2 separate regions of the Mus musculus genome follow, and region 1 is linked to region 2. A link is a contact called in public HiChIP or PLAC-seq data. All regions are on one chromosome and are shown on one strand. Each heading gives the region's core, a stretch centred on a gene start, on an enhancer-like site or on the middle of the called end of the contact. The rest is flanking DNA. Distances are from core to core; before and after follow the strand shown. Region 1 overlaps Ankrd22 (ankyrin repeat domain 22). Region 2 holds the start of Fas (Fas (TNF receptor superfamily member 6)).

What was found. HiChIP or PLAC-seq counts read pairs in DNA pulled down with a chosen protein or histone mark.
Region 1: a contact with region 2 is called in an H3K4me3 HiChIP or PLAC-seq map of bone marrow-derived macrophages, with 3 times the contacts expected there. The contact joins the enhancer-like site here to the promoter of Fas in region 2. A contact is called at or near these places in 3 of 39 promoter capture datasets (the C10 cell line and pre-B cells), 1 of 15 datasets of contacts at CTCF or cohesin (the NIH/3T3 cell line), 1 of 484 Hi-C or Micro-C datasets (uterus), 4 of 115 datasets of contacts at active chromatin or transcription factors (CD8 T cells, bone marrow-derived dendritic cells, bone marrow-derived macrophages and 1 more) and 3 of 9 other capture datasets (adipose tissue, liver and pancreatic islet).

The regions. Positions count from the first base shown.
Region 1 is chr19:34,143,434-34,150,827 of GRCm38.p6, reverse strand. It overlaps Ankrd22 (ankyrin repeat domain 22), which reads left to right. Exons shown (of 6, transcript NM_024204.6): 2 at 1,421-1,612. Among named protein-coding and RNA genes, the nearest start is that of Ankrd22, 19 kb to the left of the region's middle. Within about 2 kb of position 2,152, at least 6 of the 459 cell types and tissues checked have an H3K27ac peak or open chromatin away from gene starts, as enhancers often do. A contact at or near this core is called in bone marrow-derived macrophages, where this site is marked.
Region 2 is chr19:34,286,323-34,293,801 of GRCm38.p6, reverse strand. Fas (Fas (TNF receptor superfamily member 6)) reads right to left here and starts at 3,143. Exons shown (of 9, transcript NM_007987.2): 1 at 3,058-3,143. The coding sequence starts at 3,087.

The sequences.
Region 1 (7,394 bases), core at 903-3,402, 140 kb after region 2:
GAAGTGTTTAATTTTAATTGGGCTTGTTAATTAGGTGAGCCAACAGGGGCTTTTGATTGCTGGACTTCAATTCTTAATGATAGCTGGACCTCAGGAGGAAGAAGTAGCCAAATAAGGGAATAGACCTTGATGGTTAACTTTAAGACTGTAATCTAATGGGTTTAACAAGGTAGAGGGAATTGGGGAGAAGAGCCATGTCATGTTACAGCTTCCCAGATTCCCTTCAATTCAGCTTTAAGATGACCTACTCCCGGCTCGTCACAGCAAACCCAGTCTTCTAGAAGCACAGAAAAAAAGAGAATGCATCCATAACTTTAAAGAGGAATTTTTTTTATTAGATTAGTTTACACAGTTAGAGGCTGAAAATCCCGCAAGGCAACGTGTAGGCTACAGAGCCTGGAGGACCAAGGGCAGCTAAGTTCAAGGAATTGGACACCAGCAAACAAAAGCAAACCCGAGGAGTCAATGATACAGCCCAAGATGAAACCAGGGCCTAGAAGTCCCCAGGAGGGACCCTGTGGTAATCTGCATTTTTATATTTGCGTGTGCATATGTGCATGTGTGTGTGTGTGTGTGTATTAGTCAGGGTTTTACTGCTGTGAACAGACACCATGACCAAGGCAAGTCTTATAAAAAAGAACATTTAATTGGGACTGGCTTACAGGTTCAGAGGTTCAGTCCATTATCATCAAGGTGGGAGCATGGCAGCATCCAGGCAGGCATGGCGCAGGCAGAGCTGAGAGTTTTCTGTCTTCATCCAAAGGCTGCTAGTGGAAGACTGACTTCCAGGCAACTAGAATGAAGATCTTAAGACCACAGTGGCACACCTACCCCAACCTGGTCACACCTATTCCAACAAGGCCACACCTCCAAATGGTGCCACTCTCTGGTCCAAGAATATACAAACCATCACAGTGTGTGTGTGTGTGTGTGTGTGTGTGTGTGTGTGTGTGTGTGCGCGCGCGCGCGCGTGCTCACATGTGCCCGTGCTATAGTGCAGGTGTGGAGGTCAGTGGACAACTTACAGAAGTTGATCCTCTACTTCTTCCTTGTGGGTTCCTAGGTTAGAACTCAGGTGATCAAGTTTGGTGGCAAGTGCCTTAACCCACCTCAGAGGAAGTCACATGGGTTTTTGATTACCCATGGCTGCCCTAAAGTCTTTCCTTCCCTAATGCACAATTCTACTCTACCGAGATTCTACTCTTTCTGGTAATCTCTACTTAATTCCCTGCCATGATGTAAAATTTCCATAGTGGATGTAGTTCATAGTACTTCATCCATTTGATTACTCATGCATCCACATGACCTTTTGCCTATTTCATGTTGCAAGCAATTTTGGAAAATATAGACTTAGGGTAATGTTTTCTTCTTAATGGTTCGTGCCTGTATTTCAAGAACTGTTCTTCTTCTCTTGACTCAGCCCATCTGCCAGGCAGCCTACCAGAACGACTTGGGGCAAGTGTGGCGGTGGGCAAAAGAAAGCAACCATTATGTGGATGTTCAAGATAGCTTCAATGGCGATACTCCCCTCATCTGTGCCTGCAGGCGGGGCCACCTGAGAATTGTCTCCTTCCTTTTAAGGAGAAATGCTGATGTCAACCTCAAAAACTTGGTGAGTTTGCTGTGAGATGATGGTCTAATGCAAATGGCATTGTTTCAAGTGTGACATTTCTACAGGCCTAACTTGGAATATGCCTTTAGCTAAAAATTTTATTCACGTAGATACATTCAAAACTTGTGTGATGTTTAACAAAAGAATGTGCAACTATAATGAGCTATGTAGTTTCTCTTATAATCTGATGTTTGCCAAAAGAAGAATAAATAAAATAAGTTAAACAGACAAATGAATGAATTAATACATATACCACAGTAATCAAAGAAACAGAACAAAGGGAGGCTGTGACATGACTACTTGGAGATGAGAAACAGCAGAATGTAAGGAGGTATGGGGGAATATACACCAAATATGCCCTGAACAGAGGGAGCGAGTGCAACTGTGAAGCATCTCCTTAAATTGCTCAACTGATGTCGCTTTTCTTTCTTATAGCTTCTAATATAGACAATTTTTTTGCCTGCTTTGCCTTATATAACCCAAGGGCATTTTGCTAGACTAAAATCATAAAAATAGCATTTCAACGAGCAGGGATGTTTGGTGATGACATCATTGTGCCTCTGAGAAAGAAGACCGTCCACTCTGTTGGCTGTAGGCAGCTTCTCCTTTTTCTGTTCTGCTTTCTCTAACCCGTCTTCTTTCTCTCTTCATTATTTCATTACAGAAATAATGGGGGAAAGAAAACATGGTGCTTGCCATTATTTACATTCTTACCTGTTGTTTTGATATAGGGTTGCATTTTTTAATAATGTTTTTCACTGGTGTGTGTTCATGTACTGTGTGCTGGGTTACATGAGAGCATTTTCACCCAAGTCTGTTGTATACTTCTAACATATTCTCCCTTACTTCCTTACCTTATATACCCCATATATCTCTTTACCTTCTCCTTATATATCCCAAATACCTTCTTACCTACTGCCTGTATACCTCATATACCTCCTTACATTCTCCTTATATATCCCATATACATCCTTACCCTCTCCTTATATACCCCATACACCTCCTCACCTCCGATCTCTCCTTTCCTGTTAGTCTCCCCTGTTTCCCGAGACAGTTTTACTTTTAATTCCAACTCAAATATTTATACATGATTGCATGTATCTTTATAAAAAATGATCCACAAAGGAGAGAAAATGAGATATTTCTCTGTGACTGACAGTTTACTTCCACTGACTGTCTCCAGTTGTACCCATTTTCCTATGAATGATGTGACTTTATTTTCCTTTGTGCCTAAAACAGTCCATCATACATGTATACCATACTTAGTTCATCTATTCCTCTGGTGATGAGCATTTCATTTGGTTGTATGACCTAGGCATGGTGCAGTGTGCTGCAGTAAACATGGTTGTGTTCCAGGGTCTTTTCCTGGCAGAGAGGAGAGCTAGAGTCTTTGTTGACTGGGTGGCTCACAGAGGAGATAAGGAGTCAGAGTTGTGGAGGGGAGGAAGGGAGGTGATGGTCAGGCAGGGGGAATCTTGCAGCTGAATTGCTGGCCATATCTGCTGCTCTGACTGACTGACTAGCAACCAGGTGTTTCTTTATTTACATAAATTTCACAGAACAAAGGCAGGACTAATGATTATCCAAGTGGTACAGAATATATGTTTGATTTTTCACTACCTGTCCAGGGTGGTCTTTGTGAGGGTTATCCAAATATATATATTAGGCAATTGAGATTTTTTTGATATTTTTCTCACATTTGTCATTGATTCATAGGAAGACTACTGACTTTTGTAAGTTACTTTTCTACTCTGCTATGTTGCTGAAATGAATGTCTTTCTCAGAGATGAGAGTTTTATGTTGAAGTCTTTAGAATCTCTTACAAAATGGAATCATATCACTCGCAAATAAGATACCTTGACTTGTTCCTTTTCTGTCTAGATTCCTTTTGTTGCCTCTTTTGTTTTACTACTCTACCCAAGATTTCAAGCATTACAGAATAAGAGTGGAAAGAGTGGACACACCCTTGTCCTATACCTGATTTCAGTTTAGGATAATGTTGGGCATAGTTTTGTGGCTTGAAGACGTTATTGTGTTGAATAGTCTTTCTGTTTATAGTTCTGTTTGAATTTTTGACTATGCAGATATCCTGGATTTTGTCAAAAGTCTTTTCTTGATCCATTGAGGTAGCCATGTGATTCCTGAGTTTAGGCTTATTTATTAATTTTGTATATTGAGCCATCTCTGAAATGAATGCAAGTTGATTATGGTGGATGTCTTCTTGTGTTCTTGTGTGGGCAATAAAAATATTTTATTGAGGACTTCTGTATCTATGGTCATTGGCAAGATTGATCTATAATTATCTTTTTCTTGTGTCATTATCTGGTCTAATTACTATTCTAATGCTTGTTTCTTTAAAAATATCTTGGCATTTCCTTTGTATTTTAGAGACTAATCTGAAAAGCATTGGCTTTTGTTCTTCGTAAAGTTTGATAGAATTCAGAAGTGTATCCATTTTGACCAAGTCTTTTTTGGTCTAGAGATTTTTTTTATTTTTATTACTGCTTCAAGCTCATTGCTTATTATAAATCAATTGTTTATTTCATCTTGGTTTATATTGATATGCATACAGAAATTCATGTTTCTTTTAGATTTTCCCACATAAGTAGAATACAATATGCTTATATCCTGATGATTTTCCAAATTTCAATGGCATCTATTGTAGTATTTATTATTTTAGTTTGGTTTTCTGTTGCTGTGATAAACGCTGACAAAAAGAGCTTGGGAAGGAAAGAGTTTATTTGGTCTACATTATAGAACATCACTGAGAGAAGCTTAGGGTTTGTCAATATTGTTTATTTTTTCAAAACATTAATTCTTGTTTTATCAGTTCTTTCTATTGTTCTTTTTTATTTCATTAATTAAAATAATAATAATAATATAATTTGTGTGTATGTGTGTGTGTGTGTGTGTGTAGGGACCTATGTGTCAGGGATCAGGCGTGGAGATTGGAGGACAAATCCATTGAGTCACTTCTCCCTTTGGCTGAGATTTCATCTACTTCATTATCATAGAGACTATTACTGTGGGATTAGAAGCTTTTGAAAGACATCTTGCTTTGGTTCTCCATGTTTCTTGTGTTTTTGAATTGAGATTTTTGCATGCTGAGTTAGGTTGCTGGGTGTTTTTGTTTTTTTTTAATCATCTTTAATCTTTTTACTGGAAGTGCTTGCAATGTTCAAGAAAGAAATCTATTGTCATAGGCTGAATTACTATTTTTCTATACTCGACTATGCCTCTAGCTCAGTAGGTAGGCCTTATGTTTCAGGCACCAGAGTCAGTCCTTGGCACTACTCTGTGAGCAGGATATTGCCTACAAAGAGCTGCTGCAGTAGGCCCAGTGTTATGCTTGGTCTTAGCCAAAACACTGAGAATCTACAATAGGCCCATTATTAAAATACAGTAATTCTTAAAAAATGTTTACTTATTGAGCTCTTGTAATTTTAGGGAGTAAAGGAACACCGACAATATTGTGTGCACCAAGATGCTCCTTAGTGTGGGTGTAGACAAGAAGGAAAATAACAAAATAGTAGGCATAGTGGTTGGTACTGGGATGATAGGACAGGGAGAAGTTGCAGTAAGTGGAAGGGTGCAATAATAGAGACAAGGGGTGTGTGGATGAGGATGATCTAGGTAGTGATAGGAGGAAAAGAAAGAGGCAAGGGGATCCCCTTAGATAACTTAGAATAATACCAGCTCTCAGAAGGCTGAGGCAGGGAGGCACCATTGGGCCAGACTGTGCTCCCTGGTAAAACCAATCAGAAGGAAAATGAAACTGGAGAGAGAGAGAGAGAGAGAGAGAGAGAGAGAGAGAGAGAGAGAGAGAGAGAGAGAGAGAGAGAGAGAAAATTGATTTTCAAAATTAAAAGACAGAAGAAAGAAGAAGAGAAGGAGGAAGACGGGAGGGGGAGGAGAAATAAGGAGAATGGGAAGACTGCTCTACTTCTCTGGCCAGCTAAATTGACCCTAGACATTAAAAAAAAAAAAGGAGTAAAAGTGAAAGTGGGGGTTGAGGGTGTGGGTTCTGAGTGTGGTCTTGTGCCTGCTTGTGTGAAAGAGTGTGAGGATGTGTGGGTTCTGGGTGTGGTCACGTGCTTGTTGTTAGGTCACTCTGGACTCTAAGTGGTTTTTATTGAGCTTTTGGATCCAGTCATGCCCCTCAGTGTGACTTTGAGGGAGCAAATACCTTCAACAAAATTATAGAAGAAAACTTCCCAAACCTAAAGAAAAGATGCCCATGAACATACAAGAAGCCTACAGAACTCCAAATAGACTGGACCAGAAAAGAAATTCCTCCCGACACATAATAATCAGAACAACAAATGCACTAAATAAAGATAGAATATTAAAAGCAGTAAGGGAAAATGGTCAAGTAACATATAAAGGCAGGTCTATTAGAATTACACCAGACTTCTCACCAGAGACTATGAAAGCCAGAAGATCCTGGACAGATGTTATACAGACCCTAAGAGAACACAAATGCCAGCCCAGGCTACTATACTTAGCAAAACTCTCAATTACCATAGATCGAGAAACCAAAGTATTCCAAGATAAAACCAAATTCACACAATATCTTTCCACAAATCCAGCACTTCAAAGGATAATAAAGGGAAAACACCAACACACGGATGGAAACTATACCCTAGAAAAAGCAAGAAAGTAATCCTTCAACAAACCTAAAAGAAGATAGCCTAAAAGAAGATAGAAGAACAGAATCCCAACTTTAACAACAAAAATAACAGGAAGCAACAATTACTTTTTTAAAATTTCTCTTAACATCAATGGACTCAATTCCCCAATAAAAAGACATAGACTGGCTACACAAATAGGACCCAACATTTTGTTGCTTACAGGAAACCCACCTCAGGGAAAAGGACAGACACTACCTCACAGTGAAAGGCTGGAAAAGAGTTTTCCAAGCAAATGGTCCGAAGAAAGCTGGAGTAGCCATTCCAATATCGAATAAAATTGACTTCCAACCCAAAGTTATCAAAAAAGACAAGGATGGGCACTTCATACTCACCAAAGGTAAAATCTACCAAGATGAACTCTCAATTCTGAATATCTATGCTCCAAATACAAGGGCAGCCACATTCATTAAAGAAACTTTAGTAAAGCTCAAAGCACACATTGCACCTCACACAATAATAGTGGGAGACTTCAACACCCCACTCTCACCTATGGAAAGATCCTGGAAACAGAAACTAAACAGAGACACATGGACCCTAACCAAAGTTATGAAACAAGTGGATTTAATAGATATCTACAGAACATTTTACCCTAAAACAAAAGGATATACCTTCTTCTCAGAGCCACCTCCAAAATTGACCATATAATTGGTCACAAAACAGACCTCCACAGATACAAAAATATTGAAATTATCCCATGCATCCTATCTGATCACCACTGACTAAGGCTGATCTTCAATAACACCATAAATAATACAAAGCCAACATTCACATGAAAATTGAACAACACTCTACTCAATGATTCCTTGGTCAAGGATGAAATAAAGAAAGAAATTAAAGACGTTTTAGAGTTTAATGAAAATGAAGCCACAACATACCCAAACTTATGGGACACAATGAAGGCAGTCCTAAGAGGAAAGTTCATAGAACTGAGTGCCTCCAAAAAGAAACTAGAGAGAGAGTACACTAGCAGCCTGAAAGCACACCTAGAAGCTCTAGAACTAAAGGAAGCAAATTCACCCAATAAGGCAGGAAATAATCAAACTCAGGGCTGAAATCAACCAAGTGGAAACAAAAAGAACTATTCAAAGAAT
Region 2 (7,479 bases), core at 1,894-4,393:
TCCATTGCCCTTATCTCTGGCAGAAGGGTCAGTATGTCAAAGTGTATGCTGGTATCACAAGTACTTGTTACACATTTCAAAGTTCATGCTAGCCAGCATCCTAGCCCTTCTCACCACCTCCCCTCTCCTAAACTGCCCTCAGCTCATGGGCTTCCCTCCCCATCAGTCACTCATAGGGCTCCTAACCCAGCTCTTCTCACTGAGCCCCACCCCACCCCTGCTTCTCTCACTGATTTCTCTGTCCCCATCCCCCACTATTGTCCTTTTTAGCAAATATTTATGACCAGGCCCAGACTCCTGGCCATGTTAAGTCTATTTCTTTCTCTCTGGTTTTCACTCTTTCGGATGCCTCTGGCTCTTCTTTCTCTCATATCCACAATAAAGACCTCCCCCTTCACCACACGTAGAGTGGTTAAGTCATGTCACAGTTTATATAGCTGGTGCCCAACAAGGGGCTCAGCTTCTCCTAAGCAAACCAAGCTTCTGACTTGACTCTTCTAAGGTATAGAATACTTGTTTCTTCTGGTTTCTGACACTTACCAGGTCCAACTCCAAATTTTAGAGCCCCGCTTCTTCAGCGGCTTTTTACTTCTACCTATTTCCTCCTTGAAGCCTCCTTCTCTGTCTGTTGCTACAGAAGTCATGCTGGTTTATCAGACAGCTTCTCTCTCCCTACTGGGACCCCATTACATGAAAGAGATGCCTATCCTTTGTGATTTTGGACATTTCTCTCTGACAAGTGTCTTGGCCCACTTGGGGACACCCTGACCACTTGCGGATGTCCAGAATTGAAATTCTTGTCACCAAGAGACTTGCTGATTTCCTCTCTCACCCTGTTCTCCCTCCCATGTTCTGAGCTCCACCCTGGAGCTTGCTCTGTCTCGCTTGTCCATTTCCTCTCTCTGCTTCCAGCTGCCTCCTTAGGTCTGTCTCTCAGGTAGCTCCCTCCTGAAGCTTACTGTGTCTCTAAGGCTGTCTAACTGCTTGTCTCTCTTCTCCTTCCCCTAGGAGATGCTTGCTTGTATCTATCCCTCTTGGTGTCTCACTGGAACCTGCTCTTTGAGACCTGCAGGTACATCAGGCATTTCTGTATGCACCCCTGGGCCTCTAAGAGATTAGATTCCTCTCTCTGATGGTGTTTCCCTAAGCCTCTTCCACTCCCCATGACTGTGCTTCTAAAGGATGTCTCCCTGCCTGCTCTCTCTCTCTCTCTCTCTCTCTCTCTCTCTCTCTCTCTCTCTCTCAGTTTGCTCTTAGAGCTTGCTCCTATCTCTAACCATGGGCTCTTCCCATTCAGAATATTCCTCACCTGCAGGCTGTCCCTTCTAGGGGAAGAACAATATGGATCTAGGGTAGGGATGGAGGTCAGTAAATCAGGTTGTGGAAAAGAATCGCTAGGAAAAAAAAACCCTTCAAGATGACATGTTTGTACATGCCCTGCCAAGCAAACAGTCTCTGCACCATGTTGTCAGATTATCTGGTTTGCTTGTATTAAGGATTTGACTAAATGTGCCTCCTCTGATCCATTGGAAAGTCATTTCCCTTACCTCTGGCAGATGGGACATAGGAGACTACCTGTAGTGCCTATTAACCAGCACATCAAAGCACATACTTGGACCACAAGTGCCTGTTGCACATTTCAAAGTGCATGCTAGCATCCTAGTCCTGCTCACTGCCACCCCTACTCAAGCTCCCTCCAGCTCCTGGGCTTCCCATCCACTAGCGACTCATTTAACCTAAAAACCTGCTCTGCTCTTCTCACTCTGTTCTCTCACCTCGGCGCCTGCTTCTCTCGCTCGGTTTTCTCTATTCTCTAGCCTCTGCTCCATCTCTCTCTCTCTCTCTCTCTCTCTCTCTCTCTCTCTCTCTCTCTCTCTCTCTCTCTCTCAGATAGCCCTGGTCGAGTCTGCTGGCCATGTTCAGTTTACTTCTTTCTCTCTATGTTCTGGGCTCTTCCAGATGCCTCTGGCCATTTTCTCTTTTATATCCACAATAAAAACCTTTCTCTTAACCATACCATGGGGCAGTAGTGTGTGTGTGTGTGTGTGTGTGTGTGTGTGTGTGTGTATGTACATGCCCCTTGGAGTTAGATCTCAACTGAAGCCCGGCACTGTCATTTGCTAGCTGTGTGACCTCTGTTAAATGCTTAAGCTCTCGGAACCTCTTTTAACCTTGTAAAAGTAAGGAGAGGTTGTCTTCCTCCCTTCTACCACTGCTGTGAAAACCGATTTGAGATCCTTGTGCCCGGCAAATTTTTAGGGACCTGATAAAGCAATCTTTCTAAATTCAGAACTGGATTGAACCTCGGAGGGTCGAATCCCTCGGACTGGCATTTATTAACAGGCATTTCTGAAGAGACCGAATGCTGGAGAGTTCTTACTTCTGTGCCTGCAGCAGACAAGGAGGAGCTGGGACTCAGAGCCCTAGGGTTACTGGGACAAATCTGCTGTGAGAGTGCCAGCAGAAAGAGGGTAACAGAAGAAACAGTACAAACAATATAAAAATATCCACCAGTTCAGCCATCCACAATTTGACAGCTCAATTCCCGGAAGGGAAGGTTTTTTTTGTTTCCCGTGTTGTTACAGGAGAGTAAACAAATCTTCGCAGACAAAGTTACTTTGAGAAATTTTATGATCTAATGCTTGGCTTGTAAATACAGCCCAGAGTAACTCACTTCCCGGTTGAGCGAACTGTCAGAAGTGTCAAATGCCAGGGAGCCTCGGAGCGAACTTTTCTAGTGCCCTAAAGTGGCACTAGAAAAGTGTCTGGGCAAGTCTATAAGCCAGAGTCCCTCTCCAGCCATACTAAAGCGATCGATCCAAGAGCTGGCCAGCACCAAGCTCTGACCGTCGCCCCCGCCCCCCGCCCCGACCCAAACTTTTTCCAGAAAAACGCTGGACTTGGGCTTCAGCCCTGAGCACTTAGCCAAGAGCGAAAGCAGCTCCCCTGCGTTTCTAAACATCTGGACCGGTGGCACCCAATGCCAGCCACATCTGGAATCTCATGTGGTGGTCCCCAGTATGCAGCGTCCCACATCCCAGGCGTCCCAAAGCTTACCAGAGGCAGGACAGCCCAGATCCACAGCATGTCTGCAGCAAGGGAAAACAGCGGGCGGCCTGTGTGGGCAGCCTGCGGCCCCACCCACCAGCTCTAGACTGCCTGTGGGTATGTACTTTGCCTAGGCCCGCCCCCTGGCACGCACAAACCGCTTCGCTCCTATTCAGGTCTTCCCAGAAATCGCTTTGAACACGTGTATGTCACTTTTTTTCTTTTGAGGGACCAAACACAATCTTCGTAAAGCCCCAAGGGTTGCGAGAAAGTTCTGCTGGTCTCCCGGGGAAACCCACTGACTCACCACTGCACAGGCGGCCTGAGCGGGGTGGGGGTGGGGGGCGGGGGAGGAGGGGGCCCAAGCAGGGCTTGATTGCATAAATGGGCATTCCCCATCCTGGGCGCTTCCACAGTCACACCCTCAGGTCAAGTGAGATTTTTTTTTCTGCCTGCTGCTCACCCTGGAAGGAATTCTGAACTCTGTATTGAATTGGACTTTGGCTGATTGCTGGAGACAAAGACCATTTTGCCTTCACTTTCAATATTTTGTCAGTGACAGGTCTGCTGGGGCTTCTGGGGCCTCTGAATGGTAATTACCACAGAGGAGGTACACACCCTAGGATTCTGATGAGGGAGGTCCCTCCACAGAGCTCATATATGATACATGAAGTGACAATCACCACAGCAGAGGTAGAGATAATAGGCTTTGGGATCCTGATGAGGGGAATGTCCCTGGCTTCGTTTCCCAAATGGAGAATGAAGGTAAATGACTATGACAAATAACACAGCAGTTAACTCAGGGACCAAGCCAGAATCTTTAGAACCACGGGGGTTAGATATAGAGTAAGGGACTAGGGGAGGGGACAGAAAGATCTTATTAAGGAAGAGGAATAAAATAGGTAGTTATGATGGGAAGATCAAGTGGGGGAGGGGAAAGGAAGACGATGAATGGGAATACAGGGAGAGACAGCTAAAATTAAAGGGCATTTGAGAGGTATGGAAACCTAGCAGAGTCTTCCTAAAGTATAAGCATACATGAAGGTGATCTATAGCCAAATAATGGGGGGAGACAGAGCCACAAGTGAACATCTCTTGTCATCAAATGAAGTTTTCCTTTCCTGGATGGGGTTGCATCTAATTGAATCGTTGGCCAAAAAGAGTTGCATGGGAGTCCCCAAACAATGCAGCCTGTTGCCAAGACTATAGATTGCTCCCCACAAACTGAGACCCACACAACTCATTGAATATAGAGAAGTTGAGAGCAAGAAGAAAGTGCCTACATAGAGCCTTCATCCCTACATGCCAACATCTTTGGTACTGGAAGATATTCTGCATGCTACTAAAGGAGAAAGGTAAACCTCACCTCTACCCCAAAGCCTTTGATCTATGATGGTGTCCTGCTAGAGAGATGAGCTAGTGCATATAGTGGCACAAAGTTTGTGGGAGCAACCCATCAATACTGGATTTGACTTTAGCCCCACTCCACAAGATAGAACATAAACCTGACGCTACCCAAGAACCTGAGACTAGATAGCCCAGGGACCTAGGGAAAAAAACAAATATGTATGTTATAAAAACAAACAAACAACACATACATTATAATAAAATAACTCCTAATACGGAGATCCACAGCCAAATATTATTCAGAGAGAGAAAGATACTGGAACACTCAGCCCTAAATGAGATGTCTCCATCAAATCCCTCCCCTCAGTGCTCAGGGAACCCCAAGAGGAGGAGGCAGGAAGAGTCTGAGACCCAGAGGGGATGGACAAGACCAAGAAAACAAGGCCTTCCAAGTCAACAAGATCAAAGCTCACATGACCTCACAGAGACTGGGGCAGCATGTGCAGGCCTGCATGGGTCTGCAACAGGTCCTTTGCATATGCATTTATGTCTTCAAATTTAGTGTTTTTAAGGGATCCCTGAGTGTGCACATGAGCTTGTCTCTGTTTTGTGTGCCAGCTCTTGGGCTTCTTTTTCTTCTGTTTGTTTCATCCAATTGCGGTGTGTTAGTTCTGTTTCTTTTTGTATTATTCCTTAGAAGCCAGTTTGTTTTTGAGCAAGACAGAAAGGGAATATCTGGATAGGATGGAAGGTAGAAAAGAGCTGGGGTGAAAAGAGTTAGGGGACCATAGTCAGGATATAAATCTATCAAAAAGAGAAGTCTATTTTCAGTAAAAGGGAAAACCCTCACCTGCTGTGTTAGACATTATTACTTCCTCCTTTTGTTACGGATTATTTCCTGACCAATTTTCGTTAAAAAAAATTCTTATACTTCTTTACTGCTAGTTAATGAATGCATCTCAAAGTCACTTTTGTTTTGGAAAAGTAGGTAGCACTTTAGTGTCGTGCGAACATTCTAGAGCAGTGGTACTCACCCTCGCTAATGCTGGACCCTCTAATACAGTTCATGCTATGGCAACGCTCAACTATGATGCTATCTCGTTGCTACATCCCAACTGTAACTTTGCTGCCGTTGTGAATCGTAATGTGAATATCTGCTATGCAGGGTATCTGATATGTGAGCTCTACGGTGGTCCAGCCCTGTAGGTTAAAAACCGCTTGTTCACCGAGAAGGTAAGTAAGTTTGTTCAAGGTCAGCACCAAGAGTTTCCTGTTCATGAAGCAGTTTCTGGACTCCACCTCTATGGGTCAGAAGGTCTGCAAAATCCACTGATCGCTCGCTCAGCTTCTGTTTCTACTTCTTTTCCTCCCTGGAGGATCTATCTAATTAAGAATATACAAATACACACACACACACAGAATGGAGAGAGAGAGAGAGAGAGAGAGAGAGAGAGAGAGAGAGAGAGAGAGAGAGTGGGGGGACATCCTGCAGCATTGTCTTCTGCAGGTGTTTTTAAAAGTGCTCTGAATCTAGATTGTCACCCTCCTTCCTCTCCTTCCTGTAGGCGTTCTGTTCATTCTGTTTGGCAGCTGTCACTAAACTTATACCCACCCCACCCCCACCCTACCCCTCCCCCACCCCCCTTTGCTTCATCTTCCTGTAGGTTGTTGCTGCCATGAAGAAGCCTCAGGCTGTGCCCCTAATACAACTATTCTAAAATTGAAAGGAAAGGAAGAACAATTTGAAATGAAAAGTTCCATGCAAAAGGAAAGGAAGAAAAAAGAAGAGAAGAGAAGAGAAGAGAAGAGAAGAGAAGAGAAGAGAAAGGGGGAAGGAGGAGAAAGAGGGGGGAGTTGGGGGTGTGTGGAGCATAAGCTCTAGGTAAAATCAACAGCTCTTGAGTATAAACTTGAGTCAGCAACTTCACTGAATCATAAAATTCATTCTTTGTACCTTTTAACTTGGCAGGGTGAGGGATTATTTAAAGGCACTTAACAGGAAATGCAGACAGCCTGAATTCATCATCCAGACCTACACCAGAAAGTGAAAGCCAACTCTTAAAGGGTGTCTTCTGACCTCCACAGCTTTTAACTATGCCACACACTATACATACACACACAATAATCATAAAACAAAAAAAAATGCTTAGAGTATCCTAATCTGTGATTTCTCATAGTCTGTAATATGCTAACATATACTGTATCATCTAAGCGGAGGTGAGTACACATGCCGTACCCTGAAGTTCTTTCTGATGGAACCTTTGGAGGAATATCTATTGAGTGAGTAAACCTTGTTGACACTCTGAGGAGGCCACTTTGGGTATTTTCACTGGTTAGTTTTTGTCAGCTTGACACAAACACAGTAACCTGGCAAGAGGGACTCTCGGCCGAGGAGTTGCTTCCATCAGATAGCCTGTGGGCATTTTATGGATTGCTGATTGGCATGGGAGGGTGAGCGGTGCCACCCCTAGGCAAGTGGCTGTGAGTTGTATAACACAGTAAGCTAAGCAAGCCAAGGAGAGCAAGGAGGTGAGCAGTGGTTTTTCCTGGCTTCTGCTCCGGGTTCTTGCCCTGACTTTTCTCAGTGATGGATGGTGACCTGGGAGTTGTTATAGATAAGATGAAATAAACTCTTTCCTCCCTAAATCGCTTTGGATAAATGTTTTATCACAATGACAGAAGGCAAATTAAGGCAGTAAGTATTTCTATAGGTTATTTTTATCCTAACAATACATTTTGAAAAGTTATCATCCTTTCAAGTGCAATAAACGAAACCAAACCCAAATGGTGTATGTGTGTGCAAATGTGCATCCATGAATGTCATGTAGTGTCATTCTATTACTGTCTGCCTTATTCCTTTGAGACAGGTTCTGTCATTGAACCTGGAGCTTGATGTTCTGTCACCTAACCTGCCTTGGTGGCCCAGAAAGTCTGAGAAATCCTCTTATCTCTGTCCCCAGACAGATCTGGAGTTACAAGAGGAGGCCATGCCTGGCTTTTTCAGTGGTTGCTGGGGATCTGAACTCGAGCAGTCATGCTTGCACACCGAGCAATCTTTCCCACTGAGCTTGCTCCTCAGCTCTT